Linked DNA regions of Mus musculus: region 2 is linked to region 1. The links are chromatin contacts, called in public promoter capture Hi-C maps. All regions are on one chromosome and are shown on one strand. Each heading gives the region's core, a stretch centred on a gene start, on an enhancer-like site or on the middle of the called end of the contact. The rest is flanking DNA. Distances are from core to core; before and after follow the strand shown.

The links. Promoter capture Hi-C pulls out the DNA fragments that hold promoters and counts their contacts.
Region 2: a contact with region 1 is called in a promoter capture Hi-C map of macrophages, with 7 read pairs. The contact joins the promoter of Trim30a here to the promoter of Trim12a in region 1. A contact is called at or near these places in 1 of 39 promoter capture datasets (macrophages), 1 of 15 datasets of contacts at CTCF or cohesin (CD8 T cells), 6 of 484 Hi-C or Micro-C datasets (B cells, CD4 T cells, double positive thymocytes and 2 more), 4 of 115 datasets of contacts at active chromatin or transcription factors (CD8 T cells, bone marrow-derived macrophages, effector CD8 T cells and 1 more) and 2 of 9 other capture datasets (liver and macrophages).

Annotation. Positions count from the first base shown.
Region 1 is chr7:104,312,984-104,319,783 of GRCm38.p6, forward strand. Trim12a (tripartite motif-containing 12A) reads right to left here and starts at 2,512. Exons shown (of 8, transcript NM_023835.2): 1 at 2,428-2,512. Gm15133 (predicted gene 15133) reads left to right here and starts at 2,048. Exons shown (of 7, transcript NR_040749.1): 1 at 2,048-2,125; 2 at 4,313-4,400; 3 at 4,645-4,744; 4 at 4,850-4,904; 5 at 5,856-5,903. It also overlaps the pseudogene Gm17788.
Region 2 is chr7:104,443,905-104,450,414 of GRCm38.p6, forward strand. Trim30a (tripartite motif-containing 30A) reads right to left here and starts at 2,221. Exons shown (of 8, transcript NM_001357467.1): 1 at 2,000-2,221.

The DNA.
Region 1 (6,800 bases), core at 1,262-3,761:
GAAATTGGGTGAGTAATAAGTAGTTGGGGAAGGGGAAAAATATAATAAAAGAATTTAAAACGTTTTTAAAAATAAAAAGATAAATAAATGAATACCATCACTCTTACAGTGTCATGTCAAAGACAGAGGTCATGACAAGAACAAAGATGATGATTTATGGGGCATTATTTAGAAAATCAGTATACTTCTTATGAGTGTTCCACAAGAAGATGAAGCAGGGGCTGGTGAGATGGCTCAGTGGGTAAGAGCACCCGACTGCTCTTCCGAAGGTCCGGAGTTCAAATCCCAGCAACCACATGGTGGCTCACAACCATCTGTAACAAGATCTGATGCCCTCTTCTGGAGTGTCTGAAGATAGCTACAGTATATGTAAATATAATAAATAAATAAATCTTAAAAAAAAAAAAAAGAAGATGAAGCAGAAAAGAAAGCAGAGAGGATGTCATTAAGGAACTGATCTTGAACTGCCACAGGACACTCCCAAAGACAGCGGCATACGCATGGAGAGCATTGTTCTGGAAGGATCATCTGAAGGGCCACAAAAGAGGTTTTAATAATGTATCAAGAATGAAATGATATGAAACATCTTTTGTAACCACAATGGTATGAAATTAGAAATCACCAAAAGAGAGATTTGGAAAAAATTTCACAAATATGGAAATTATACACCATTCTCTAAACCAATGAGCAAAGAAGAAATCAAAGGGAGGTTTTTGAAAAATGAAATGATAATGGATGGACACACCTCAGCATTCCACTCTATGCTCCAGACAGTCTAAGAGGGGAGCACACGTCTCAGCAAATTCAGCAGTCTAGATAGTCTAAGAGGGAAGCCTGCCAGGACTACATTACACAAAGAAACATTATCTCAAGTAAATAACTTAATACTTGGCCTCAGGCAAGTAGACAAAAAATAACTAAACCAAAAGTTATCAGAAGGGAAGAGAAAGCTGATGAGAAAGACCCAAGTAAAATGTAATGAACAATCAGAGCTGTTGTTCTTTGTCTCTGTCTCTGGAGGGGAGGATAACTCAAGCAAATTCAAGAATGAAAGCACTGGCTTATGAACAGGGACAAGAACCAATTGTTGAGAAAGCAAAACCCACAAAATCAACCTTGACAGGATGTCTTCTGGGCACCTAGATCAGCTTGAGCAAAGCCATGATATCCCTAATCACACATCTCTCTCTCAAACTTTTTTTTTTTAATTTGACATTTTAAACATCAAACAAAAATTTAATTTTCATTCTTTAAAGGTAGAAAGAGGCTGTTGCAGTCATGTGCTCCTGACACTACAGAGACTTGGAAGTGGGGCTGTCGGAAGAGCTGAAGACCAGTCTGGGCAACATAAAACATATCCTCTCTCCAAGAAACCTTACAAAAGTTGGCACTTTGGGGGAAATCTTCAGATGTGTCACTGGAGCATGCTCATAGTAGTTTTCCCATCTTCAAACACCCCTTCCCCTCTGCGTGGGAACTGAACCCAAAGATTGAAAAGTACCCTATCACTGAACTAAGTCACAGATGTCTTTTAAAAAAATATTCTATGAATGAGTCTTATTGAGTTGCTGATGATGGCCATCAATTTATAATCCTTCTGCTCCTGTGTATCTGGAATCTCAAGCTGGGCTGAAGTTTATATTGGTATGGAGAAAATATCTGAAGGAGAAGGAAATAGCTGAAGTTATTCCCGGGCTTGGGACTGTCAAACAGGGTCGATGACTAAATAACAGGCTCTCAGTCTTTGTTACTAAACTGAGAGAAACTCTGGTTCTCTTAGAGGAGTATTTTGCAACTTTCCTAATGCTGCAACTCTTTAGAAAACTTTCTCGTGTTGTATTGACCGCAACCATAAAACTGTGGTCTTTGCTTCCTCTTAACTATATTTTTCTACAGTTTTGAATCATAATATGAATGTATGACATGCGAGATATCTAAAGTGAAACTCCCGTGAAAAGGTCATTCAAACGGGTCTGATCCGGTAAAGAACCACAGCCCTAGAGTATGCGGAAGTACCACTTTATCACACAAAAACGCAGTAAAAAGCAGAGGCTCTGATCCAGCTTTGCTGCCTGGAAAAAGAATGACTGTCATAGACAACAAAGTTCTGGATCTCGTCGACAAGGTACGATTCAAAATTACAGATTGTGAATCGGAAGGGGGAGACTAAATCTGGACAACAGGCATCTTTAAAGTAGTTTTTTGTTGTTGTTGTTGTTGAGGAGGCACCTCCCTCAAGCTCCCCCATTTGCATTTTCAGCCAGAGGCCGGCAGCCCGTCCCCCTTTCCCTCCCCCGCTTTTACAGGATAAACTCACCCAAACAAAAGCAATGTTCTCCTTTCAAAGTCTTCAAAAATCTGCCCCCTAAAATTGCTCAGCCCTTTATCAGACGCCAGAAAGTTGTAAACCAGGGAGAATTAACTCACCAATCCAGAACTTCAAGGTATTTCCGGCTAAAATCTAGAGAAAGGAAAGTTTGAGCTCTGGAAATGAAACAGAAACCACAACTCTACAGACCAATGAGATGCCTTTGCATAAGCCTGCAGAACCCCACTGACTGAGGAAGTTACCCTCATATCAGCATTGGCTGGCTCTGGAAACTGGGGAGGAGTTATGTGCAGAGCCAGGCAGAAACACCTCACCACCCTCACAGCAGAGAGTAATGAGCTGTAGAGGGCTCACCAGCTGCCCCATGGTCTCCTCCAGATTATGTATTATGTGGCTGAACGAACAGACTTAGTCCTTTTCCAGTGCTGATATGATCCACCCATTCATTTCCTCCCTTTTAGGAGTCCCTCACCAGAATGTCTTGGAGGTTCCTATTTGGCTTAGAGGTGTATTGAACACCTATATAGTGACTCAGCACTAACGGATTAGAAGGGGGAAATCTGTAGAGCTGGGAATGAGGTTCTGTTGACATAGTGCTTGCCTATCAAGCATGAAGCACTGGGATGGTCCTCAGAAGTGTACAAAACCAGCTGTGGTGGCCCCTGTGGTCTATCTTCTTTACTCTTCTACTGCTCTGATAAATACCATGACTAGGACAAGTTACAAGTAGAGTGTTTAATTTGGCACTCACAGTTCCTATGGGTTAGAGTTCATGACCACCACAGTGGAGAGCCTGATAACAGGCAGGGAGACATGGTGCTGGAGCAGAAAGTGAGAAGTCACAACTGGAGACACAATCTTGACAGAAACCTGAGGCAGAGAGAGAATGGTGTTGGTGGTCAGAATCTATTGAATCTTGAAAGCTTACACCCATGCCATACCTTCTTCAAGAATGCCACACTCCTAATCTTTCCTGAACAGTGTCCTGATAGCTGAGAACCAAGTATTCAAAAGATCTTAGGCTTTGGGGCCATTGTTATTCAAACCGGCACAGGATGCCACTGCCTTGCAGCTGGCTGCATGAGGATCAGGAGGTCAAAGCCATCCTCAGCCATGGTGACTGACATCAGCATGGCATGGGAAACACCTGAAGCTTTCCAAAGAGAAAAGGAAGGGAGAAAGAAAGAGAAGAATAAATAAATAAATCACAAATTAATTAAAGAAAGTCAGTTGTGTGAGTGAATGTTGGAGAAGCCACCATCACCTGTCTCATCCCCTTTCCTGTTTGCCTCTCTAATTATTTCCCTACAGTCTCTGTCTTCTGAAATATGGAATGATGAGTGACAGCAGACATAACTCTGTAGTTTGAATTTATTTCACATACTTACAACTGTCTTATACTCTTCTTCCTTTCTGATAGCCTGACCCTAAATGAGCTCTAGCTCCCTTAGCCTCCCCGGTGCTGGGATCATGAACTTTTGCTGTTGTTGTTCAGTTTTGCTTTTGACTTCAGTGATTGAACCACGGTCCTTGTGGATGCTGGGCTAGTGCTCTATCCATAGCTATACACTTACCTAAATTTCATATCTTGATGAGGTCATAAGTCTCACTGTTGTTCTTGCTGTGGACACAATTGCTTACAAATAATGCTTTGATGTTCCCATTCCTCTGAAATGTTAATAGTTATGAAAAACCCTTTACCTTTTTTTTTTTTTTTTTTTGGAGGCAGATATTTACTCTATATTCAAGCCTGGGCTAGAAATCACTAAGTGTTTAGAGTGTTTAGGATAGTTTCTAATTCCTTGGAATACTAATTTGTCAAACTCTTGAGTTCAGGGACGAGAGGCAGGAGCTACCATGTCTCTGTCTTTTCTACATTTTACTTAAGGCTTTCTCTGTTTCTTCCTAAAGTCTGTCTGGGAATTAAAACTATTAAATACCCAGACTATGATCTAACTCTGCATGAATGTTCTCTCTAGGCAGAATTCCACTCTCAACTCTGCAAAGATTAGACTTTACATTTAGTCTGCCATTACCCTCTGACCTCAGTGAAAAGGATGAAGGTGACCAGGTGAGCAAAGCACTGGCCACACTTTCAGTGAGCAGTGCTACCATGTGTGTGATTCTAACTGTGTGCAATACACATTGACATTTATTTCTAACAGAGGAAAGGGATTCCCATGGAACACGATTTGAGAGGAAATATTAAACAAAAAGAATTTTGAAGATCCATTAATTTGAACATTTTTATCTTAAGTATAAATGTAGATTTATAATTTGATAAAAGTAAAAACACTTGTGAGTTTATACTCCAGGTATTCTCATTCTTCAACCAAAGCATGGCCACGGTTTTGAATGGGCTGCTGCATCCTCTGCCAGGGTGTGATGCAGCATCTGGATTCTACTTGCTTCCGTGTAAGTACTCTCTCTTGCATTTTTCACAGACACAGCTGTTCATTGCTGTTCTTTGCTGTTCTTTGCTGGTCTTTACTGGTCTTTACTGGTCTTTGTTGGTCTTAGGGTGATTGGCAGAACCTCGCCGTTTCTTCCGGAAGAAATTGCCATTGCTGATTCGGTATGGTGTTTGCAAGCAGATTGAGCTAGAACTGTTGATTTCTGTGATCTTAACAGCTGATATCCTGACAGTGCAGATAGATTCACCTCAAAGAAGTATTTCTAAAGAGGTCCACATCCTCCTGTGCCATATTAACCTTTTCTTTTCACAGTCTGGTGGATGATGGACTAGAGGGGAGGTTAAAGCACCAAAGAACCCTTATTAAAGTAGGTTTGAAAAATCTAAGCTTACAAAGGAGTCTTATTTGATACCATTTGAAATATTTCCTTCTTAACTATTTGATGAGGCGCAAGCATTGCAGCTAAACTAACCTTCTGCTAAGGCCCATTCCTTAGCGACATACTCCTACACATAATTTTCAAAACTACTAGGCCAGCTGCAGAAGAACTTTCGTTTATCTTTTATGAGTGACAGAAAGAATGTGGCTTTGGAGACCAGACAGAGTTGGGGCAGGAAGCTCCATAATGGGGTACCTTCTCAGCATACGTGAAAACCTGAATTCTGTCTCTGGCACCACAAACCAGGTCAATCTGTCAGAAAGAAATGGGGTTTGAAGACTTGAAAGAATGGGGCATAATATAATATAATGCTGCAGACTGTACTTCAGTACTTTTATATAAGAGTATACAAAGAAAACTACAATTCAGGAAAGGTTATTTGAGTTTAGAAATATAAGTAAATATGTGCTAGTAAGTATATACTAAATATTAACAGAGAGCCCCACCTGGAACTTTCTCAAGGCAGAAACATTTAGACACAATTGGCTGAAGTTTACTATAGGTTATATCTGGTAAATCATGAAAGCAAGGGACAAGGCCATATTCAGATTCAGGATACATTGTGGGCAATAGTCAGCATATGATTTCACCAGAATGGATCTGTAGCTATATTCCGACATCCAACAAGAATAAGCAACTCTTATAAATTGAATGAGAATTTTTCTCCCAACAGGCATGAAATCACATCCAAGAACAATCCAGGGAACAGAATCCATTTGAGGTAACAGTCCCTCTGCCTTTATTCCCCTTCTGGGGCCTCTGTCACAGGTCTCCAAGGCATTGTTCACCATCCTGTGGCATTCTTTTGATTGTGTTCCAACAGTGGTGGGTGGATCAGAGGTGCTACTTCTTCTAAAGGTGAAACAGCTGTTTCTTCGGGATTATGGAAAATGATGAAGTATTATTGCACTGTAAACAGAGAAAGAACTGGATCAAGGAAATGAGTCTATACTGGTTTGTATTTAGAAAGGAAAGGAAAGTCATGAAAATGGAAGGACCAAAACCAGGAAAAGTAGAAATGACACTGGAGCTCAGGCACATGAGCTACACCAGACATAGGGCACTGTATAGATATACGTGAGGATTTAAGAGGGTGGTATGCATACTGTCATTGGCATTGAACATTCAATAGGATTAAAATATGGGTTGACCGTATCAGGGAAGGAAGGGTCATAGAACCAATAGATGAAAGCTTCATAGGTAGAAATATTATAAAACGAGAGACTCCTAGCTTCCCAGTGCAGGAAAACTCCAACATGACTGAGAGGACCAGACAGAGAGAGGGCCAAGACACTGAATTGTAGGAGACAGGACACTTATCAAAGGCATATACAGGCCTATTTCCATCCCTAGAACCCGGTAGCCATATTTAGACTGATAAGTTTCATGCTGTATATCATCATCATAAAATTTGACATTAGGGAACATTTCATTCATAGAACAAAGTTGGGGTACTGCATGTGGTCCATGATATAATCCCAGGAGCCAGGCATCACTTCTACACATGTCTACTTCCAGGTATTGTTCCCCTGTGCCAATAGTTGGATATCCCAGGACAACAAAATGATAGATCTCAGAAATTTGCAAATTCCTTCTATAGGAATTTGCATGCTGCATT
Region 2 (6,510 bases), core at 971-3,470, 130 kb after region 1:
GATACAATTTGCTAAACGCCTGAAACTCAAGAAGAATGAAGACCAAAGTGTGGACACTGTGCCCCTTCTTAGAATTGGGAACAAAACACCCATGGAAGGAGTTACAGAAACAAAGTTTGGAGCTGTGACGAAAGGATGGACCATCTAGAGACTGCCATATCCAGGGAACCACTCCACAATCAGCTTCCAAACGCTGACACCATTGCATACACTAGCAAAATTTTGCTGAAAGGACCCAGATATAGCTGTCTCTTGTGAGACTATGCCGGGGCCTAGCAAACACAGAAGTGGATGCTCACAGTCAGCTATTGGATGGATCACAGGGCTCCCAATGGAGGAGCTAGAGAAAGTACCCAAGGAGCTAAAGGGATCTGCAACCCTATAGGTCGAACAACAATATGAACTAACCAGTACCCCGGAGCTCTTGACTCTAGCTGCATATGTATCAAAAGATGGCCTAGTCGGCCATCACTGGAAAGAGGCCCATTGGACACACAAACTTTATATTCCCCAGTACAGGGGAACGCCAGGGCCAAAAAAAAAAATGGTAATGGGTGGGTAGGGGAGTGTGGGGGAGGGTATGGGGGGCTTTTGGGATAGCATTGGAAATGTAATTGAGGAAAATATGTAATAAAAAAAAGGGTATAAAAAGAATGAAGAGAGTTCAAAGAACTGATGCCATAGAAGAAATGGTCCTTTTCCAAATAGGCCTGGCAAATAAATTCTCTCATTTACAAAGTATCATTTTTTGAAGCAATTTGACACGTATCCCCTAGACGTTTCCACATTTAAAAACTGGACAACCCTAAAACATGCATTTTAATATCTCATAACATATGGTGGTTAAGAGAGTTAATTGCTATGTTCAGAAAACAGGTGTACACAACTGATTGAAAGCAAGACAGAGCAAAGGGAAAGGGGATGAATGGGCTCTTGAGAACCCTCAAGCCAACCTGGACACAGGAAGTCCTGACCTGTGTCTTCTGGAGTCTACATTAGTTTGGGTGAAGCCTGGATTCCCTGCTCCAAGTCCTTTCTTTTCTTTCATGGTTCTCAAGATCTCTAGATCTTTCTATCAGCAGACATTTTTCATTCTTTTATGTCATCAAATTCAATTAGGAGCTCTTGCTGTGCCTCCTAGGGCACTAATGTTCATGTGTAATCCCAGGAGCTGGGGAGGCTGACACAGAACAATTCCATGAGGTCAGCCTGGGATATACAGGAATTAAAAAGCTGTCACTTCTTGAGAGTGCTCCTTTGCTGTTCTCTCTCTGTCTCTCTGTTTCTTTCTGTTTCTCTCTATCTCATCCAATCTTCCTTTCACCCTATCCTCTGTCTCTTTCCTTGGGATTAAATTAGGAGCTGGTAGAAACTTGCAAGTGCTCCTCCAGCCCACTAATTGCACCCAAATTAGCTAAATAGATTTGGTCTTATTAGGTCCTTGGACTCTGGATCTTACTGTGTCGTCTTTCGTTGTATCCAGAATTACTAGTCTGGGGTGATCTAGATTCAGATACAGGACATATGGCATATGGGGAAGGGTAGGCAATGGTAATGATTTTAAAGTGACATTAGGAATTCCCTACAGACTTCAGGCTATTTTATAGTACAAGTACATTAATAGGAGGCTGCAAAGAGATCAAGACTTCCAATCACAGACAAAGATCAAAGGAAATAAGCCCTTAGAATCATGGGTAAATCTACTATTACTCAGAGAAATCTTAACCTTTTTTTTCAAACACCCCTCTGGCTATACTACTTCTTTGGAGGGAAATCAGTGTCTGTGTTGGAGCAGAAGATTCATGCTGCAACTCATAATTAAAGATTAGAAAAAAGACTGGAGTCTGTTTGGAAAAATAACGGACCTTTCCAGACAGGTCATAAGAGCTGTCTTCCTCAAGGCCACCCTGTCTCTGGCTCTCATCCCCATAATATTCAGCAGGAAGCCAGCAGTTCCCCCCCAACCTCTTCCTGCTTTTTAACTTCAACTTAAACTCACCAGAGCAAAGACTGTGTCTTCTTCTAAATTCCTCCAAACTCTGCAGTTGAAAATTGGCTCACACCTTCAGATACCAACCAAGAGACCCAGGATTTGTGGAGAGGAGCAAACACAGGCAAGAGTCTAAGTCCTGAGGATTCAGCCAACTGTGCTGGTCCTCTTGGGAGCCAGTAGAGAAATGAAAGTTAAGACTGTGAGGGCAGGAACTGAGAAAAAGAAACTAAAAACAACCAACCAGTGGGGTGGTACCCCATCAATATCTGAGGTTTTACCACCAGAGGGAGTCAGTTGCCTTAGGTCAGCTTTGCCTTCCAGTAACTTGGGACATTTTTTTTCAGAACTACAGAAACTTGTTATGTCACTTGTTCAGACTCATGATACAATCAACCAAAAAGTTCCTGACCCTCTGGGAATGTGGAAAGAAAGCCTTCCCCATGGGCTTCTCCTGCACTTGAGCTCCTGTTTTGGCTTTGCCTTGGTGGCAGGTGTGGCCTAAAGGGAAGGAAAAACAAGGCTAGGGACAGAAAGCTGCCGTGTTCCTCTGAGGTTGGAGCTGGACTCTTACCGGAAGAGAACAGGAAGGAAGTTGCAGTTCAGGGAGCTGCCACACAAGCAAGATTTCCCACCCATCAGGGACAGAATGGGGAGGAGTCATGTGCAGAGCCAGGCAGAAACACCTCACCACCCTCACAGCAGAGAGAGCAGTGAGCTGCAGAGGGCTCTCCAGTTGTTCCATGATGTCCCTCAGATTATGTATTCTGTAACTGAATAGACTTTGTCCCTTCACAGTGCCGAGCTGATCCATTCATTCATTTTCCCCTTTCCAGGAGTCCCTCTACAGGATGTTTCACAAGGTCCCATTTGATTTAGGATTTGTTTAAAGACCAGTACTACTGCTACACCATTCCCTGAATAAAAGGTGGAAATCTGTAGAGCTTCTCTGAGAGTAGTGTTTGCCTATCATTATAGAGTCTGATGGTGGACCCTCAGCACTGTACAAAATCAGGTGTGGTGGCTCCTGCATGTGATCTGTCTTAGTTACTCCGAACTGCTGGGATAAACACCATGACTGGGACAAGTTGTAAGGAAAGTGTTTCATTTGGGGCTCACAGTAGAGTTCATGACCACCACAGTAGGACACATGGCACCAGGCAGGGAGACAAGGTGCTGGAGCAGGAAATGAGAAGTCACACCTTGAGACACAAACTAGACAAGAGGCAGAGGCAGAGAGAAAATGTTGTTGTTGGTGGTCAGAATCTACTGAATCCTGAAAGCTTGCATCCATGCCATACCTTCTCTAATAATGCCACACTACCAATCTTCTTTTCTTTTCTTTTTTTTTTTTAAGGATTTTTTTTTTATTGGATAGTTTCTTTACTTACATTTCAAATGTTTTTCCCTTTCCAGGTCTTCCCTTCGGAAACCCCCTACTCCTACCTCTATGAAGGTGTTCCCCCTCCCCCACTCCTATCTTCCTGCCCTAGCATTGTCACATACTGATGCATCTAATATCCTCAGGCCCAAGGGTTACTCCTCCCACTGATGTCCAACAAGGCCATCCATCATCTGCCACATATGTGGACATAGCCATGGCTCCTTCCATGTGTACTCTTTGGTAGATGGTCCAGTTCCCAGGAGCTCTGGTGGTTCTGGCCCGTTGACACTCTTGTTCCCTCCATGAGGATGCAAACCCTGTCAGCTCTTTCAGTCCCTTCTCCAACTCCTACACTGAGGACCCTGCTCTCTGTCCAATGGTTGTCATTGAGCATCTGCCTCTGTATTTGTCAGTCTCTGGCAGAGTCTCTCAGGAGACAGCCTTATCAGTCTCCCATCAGAAAGCACTTCCTGCACACTCAATAGAGTCTGATTTTGGGGACTGTATATGGGATAGGTCCCCAGGTGGGGCAGTTTCTGAATGGCCTTTATCTCAGTTTCTGTTCCACACTTTGTCTCCATATGTCCTCCTGTGAGTATTTTGTTCCCCTTTCTAAGAAGCTCTGAAGCATCCACACTTTGGTCCTTCTTCTTAGGCTTCTTATGGGCAGGTCACTTCCCCCTTTATCATCTCCAGGACTGATGAGGCCATAGTTGCTATGATCCTGTGTCTGCCTGTCCTGACTTCTCACACTTCTGCACGGATGGCTGTGTGACAGGGATGGGGAAAAGGGTCAAGTAAGAAATGAAGGATCAGAATGAACCCTGTTCAGATGTCAAGGAAGGACCACAATGACAAGTTAAAAGAACAAAGAAAGATATGTGGAAGGAGGTTTGGTGACATAGCAAATAGTACTTTGTCATACTTCAGGTGCTGTACTTTTAGGTCACCCCAAATGACAGATTTCATGTATGGGGATGCTATCCCCCTTTTACTGAATAGTAGAAAGAATTTACTGTCAACATCCTTGTGTAGCCTCCCTTTTATCCTTCCCTGTCTTTCCCAGGCACCATCTTCAGTGTCCTAAGCACCAAACCTCTCATACCTCTGGCCACTCCTCTTCTATCAGGACTAGTCAGTGAGACTCACTCTGGTGCTCTTATTGCCAGTTTCTTACCAGAAAGAGCTGATGCTGACACGGAGTGTAAACACTCCCACGTCCTGATGCACATATGTATTGATTTCTCTGATTATTATCTAATAAAAGACTATGCATATATTTGTTCACATGGTTCCATTAATCCCTGTGCTAGATGTATAAAGATGGTCACTTAAGAGGGTCATTTGTCTTCAATACACTGAAAAGGTATGAAAATCATCCCATGGAGTCTTCTTTCATATGAACCTGTGTGGGGGCAGTGAGCTGCTCACAGTCAGACTGGTCTTAGTAGAACAAAGGTCTGGAACCCCAGGGACTGGATGGGTGGTGATTTCCACCTACATGGGATGGAAAGTATTTGGTCATGTCTCCTTAACCCCTGGCTCCTATTGAAATTACGGTCCCCACAGTCCCCGCAGAAGAGGTGTGTGTCTCTCTATCACTGGATAGTTGACTTCTTGTCGGCCCAGGCAGACCCAACTAGTGCAAAGTGTCTCAGAGTTACCGAGTGACCTGGAAGACATGGTGGAGACTTCATCTCCTTGCCTGCACTAGCTTCCCTTTGCCGAAACCCTTGCACAAGACCTGGCCAGAGATCTCCATGGAAAACCTCTGCTACCCAGGCCCACAGTTGGCTCCTGATGTGGGACTCTTATAGACACGACTGCACTGAATGGATACTGCAGGAAGGTGTGCTCCCCCTGCCCCCAGCTCTGGAAACAATTAATCTGTCTTTTCCTACTGTCCTTTCGGTCAGCGCCATTGCATGGATTTAGACAAACTAAAAGGGCAACTGAAGCCTGGCCAGAGCTACTCTCCGTTGTTGGCTGAAGGTCCCTCTGGCCTCTGTCTAAACCCCCGACAGCCCACAACAGGTGTTGGCAAAGACTCTCTATCTAACTTCTCCTTAAAACAAAAAGAAAACCTGGTAACGCAGCAGCCACTTAAAAGCCACAGGGCAGCTGCCAGTTCTTAAATCTGCAGGAAGGCTTAGCATTTTGACCTCTGTGGAATCCCCCAAAGCCAAATAGGCCAAGGGAACGTTCCCATTGGGCAAGTGCTTCTCATCTTTTCTATCATGGGCAACTTACCATCACATAAAAAATCACCCCAGGCCAGGGAAACACGCGCCCTACAAAAACCCTGAGGAATAAAGATAGCAAAAAAACAAACAAAAAAAAAAAAAACAAAAAATAACAACAAAAAAACAAAACAAAAACAAAAACAAAAACCAAACAACAACAACAACAAAAAACAAGCATTAGTGTTTTGGAAAGAAGTCTTTCAGATAGCACCATTCATGGCCAGTGATAATATTTATAGCCTGGACTCATGGATCAGAGTACTTCTCTCATCAAAAACAAAGATACCCTACAAGGAAAAACACCCTCCAGTGATTTTTTTCGCTAATCTTAGCTGCAATTAGGCAATGCATAGGGCCATCCAAAATAGGAAAGACTGATAGCAACACAGCTTCTGAGTCCCCTCAGTCAGATGAACCCAAAGATCAAGGTCCTAAAAACCACTCCATTTCAGATCTCACAGCCCTTACCCAATTAATAAGAGAAATAAAATCCATCTACCCATCCCTGCCTCCTTATGTCTTAGAGGAAACACTAAATAAACTGTCTGCTCCTCCTGCCCCTTCCTCTCCCACTCAAAGGCAAGGCTCCCTTAGAAAACCAAAGGAGCTACCACCTTCAACTCCCCCCATCCAACCAGAGAGATGTAGCTCTCCTCCCTCTTCTCCAAGCTGTAATTGTGAAATACCTTAAAAACTCATAGATGAAGCCCCACCTAACTCCATAATCCCTTACCCCCAACCATCTACCTACCACCCAACAACTTTGTAATATTAGAGACTCTCTTGCAAAACTAACCCCGCCTCCCAGGCTACTCAGGAGTCCAATACAAAACTAAAAACCCAAACCGCTCAGGCATTCCCAGTTAATATCAACCCCAGCTGAAATAAAACCC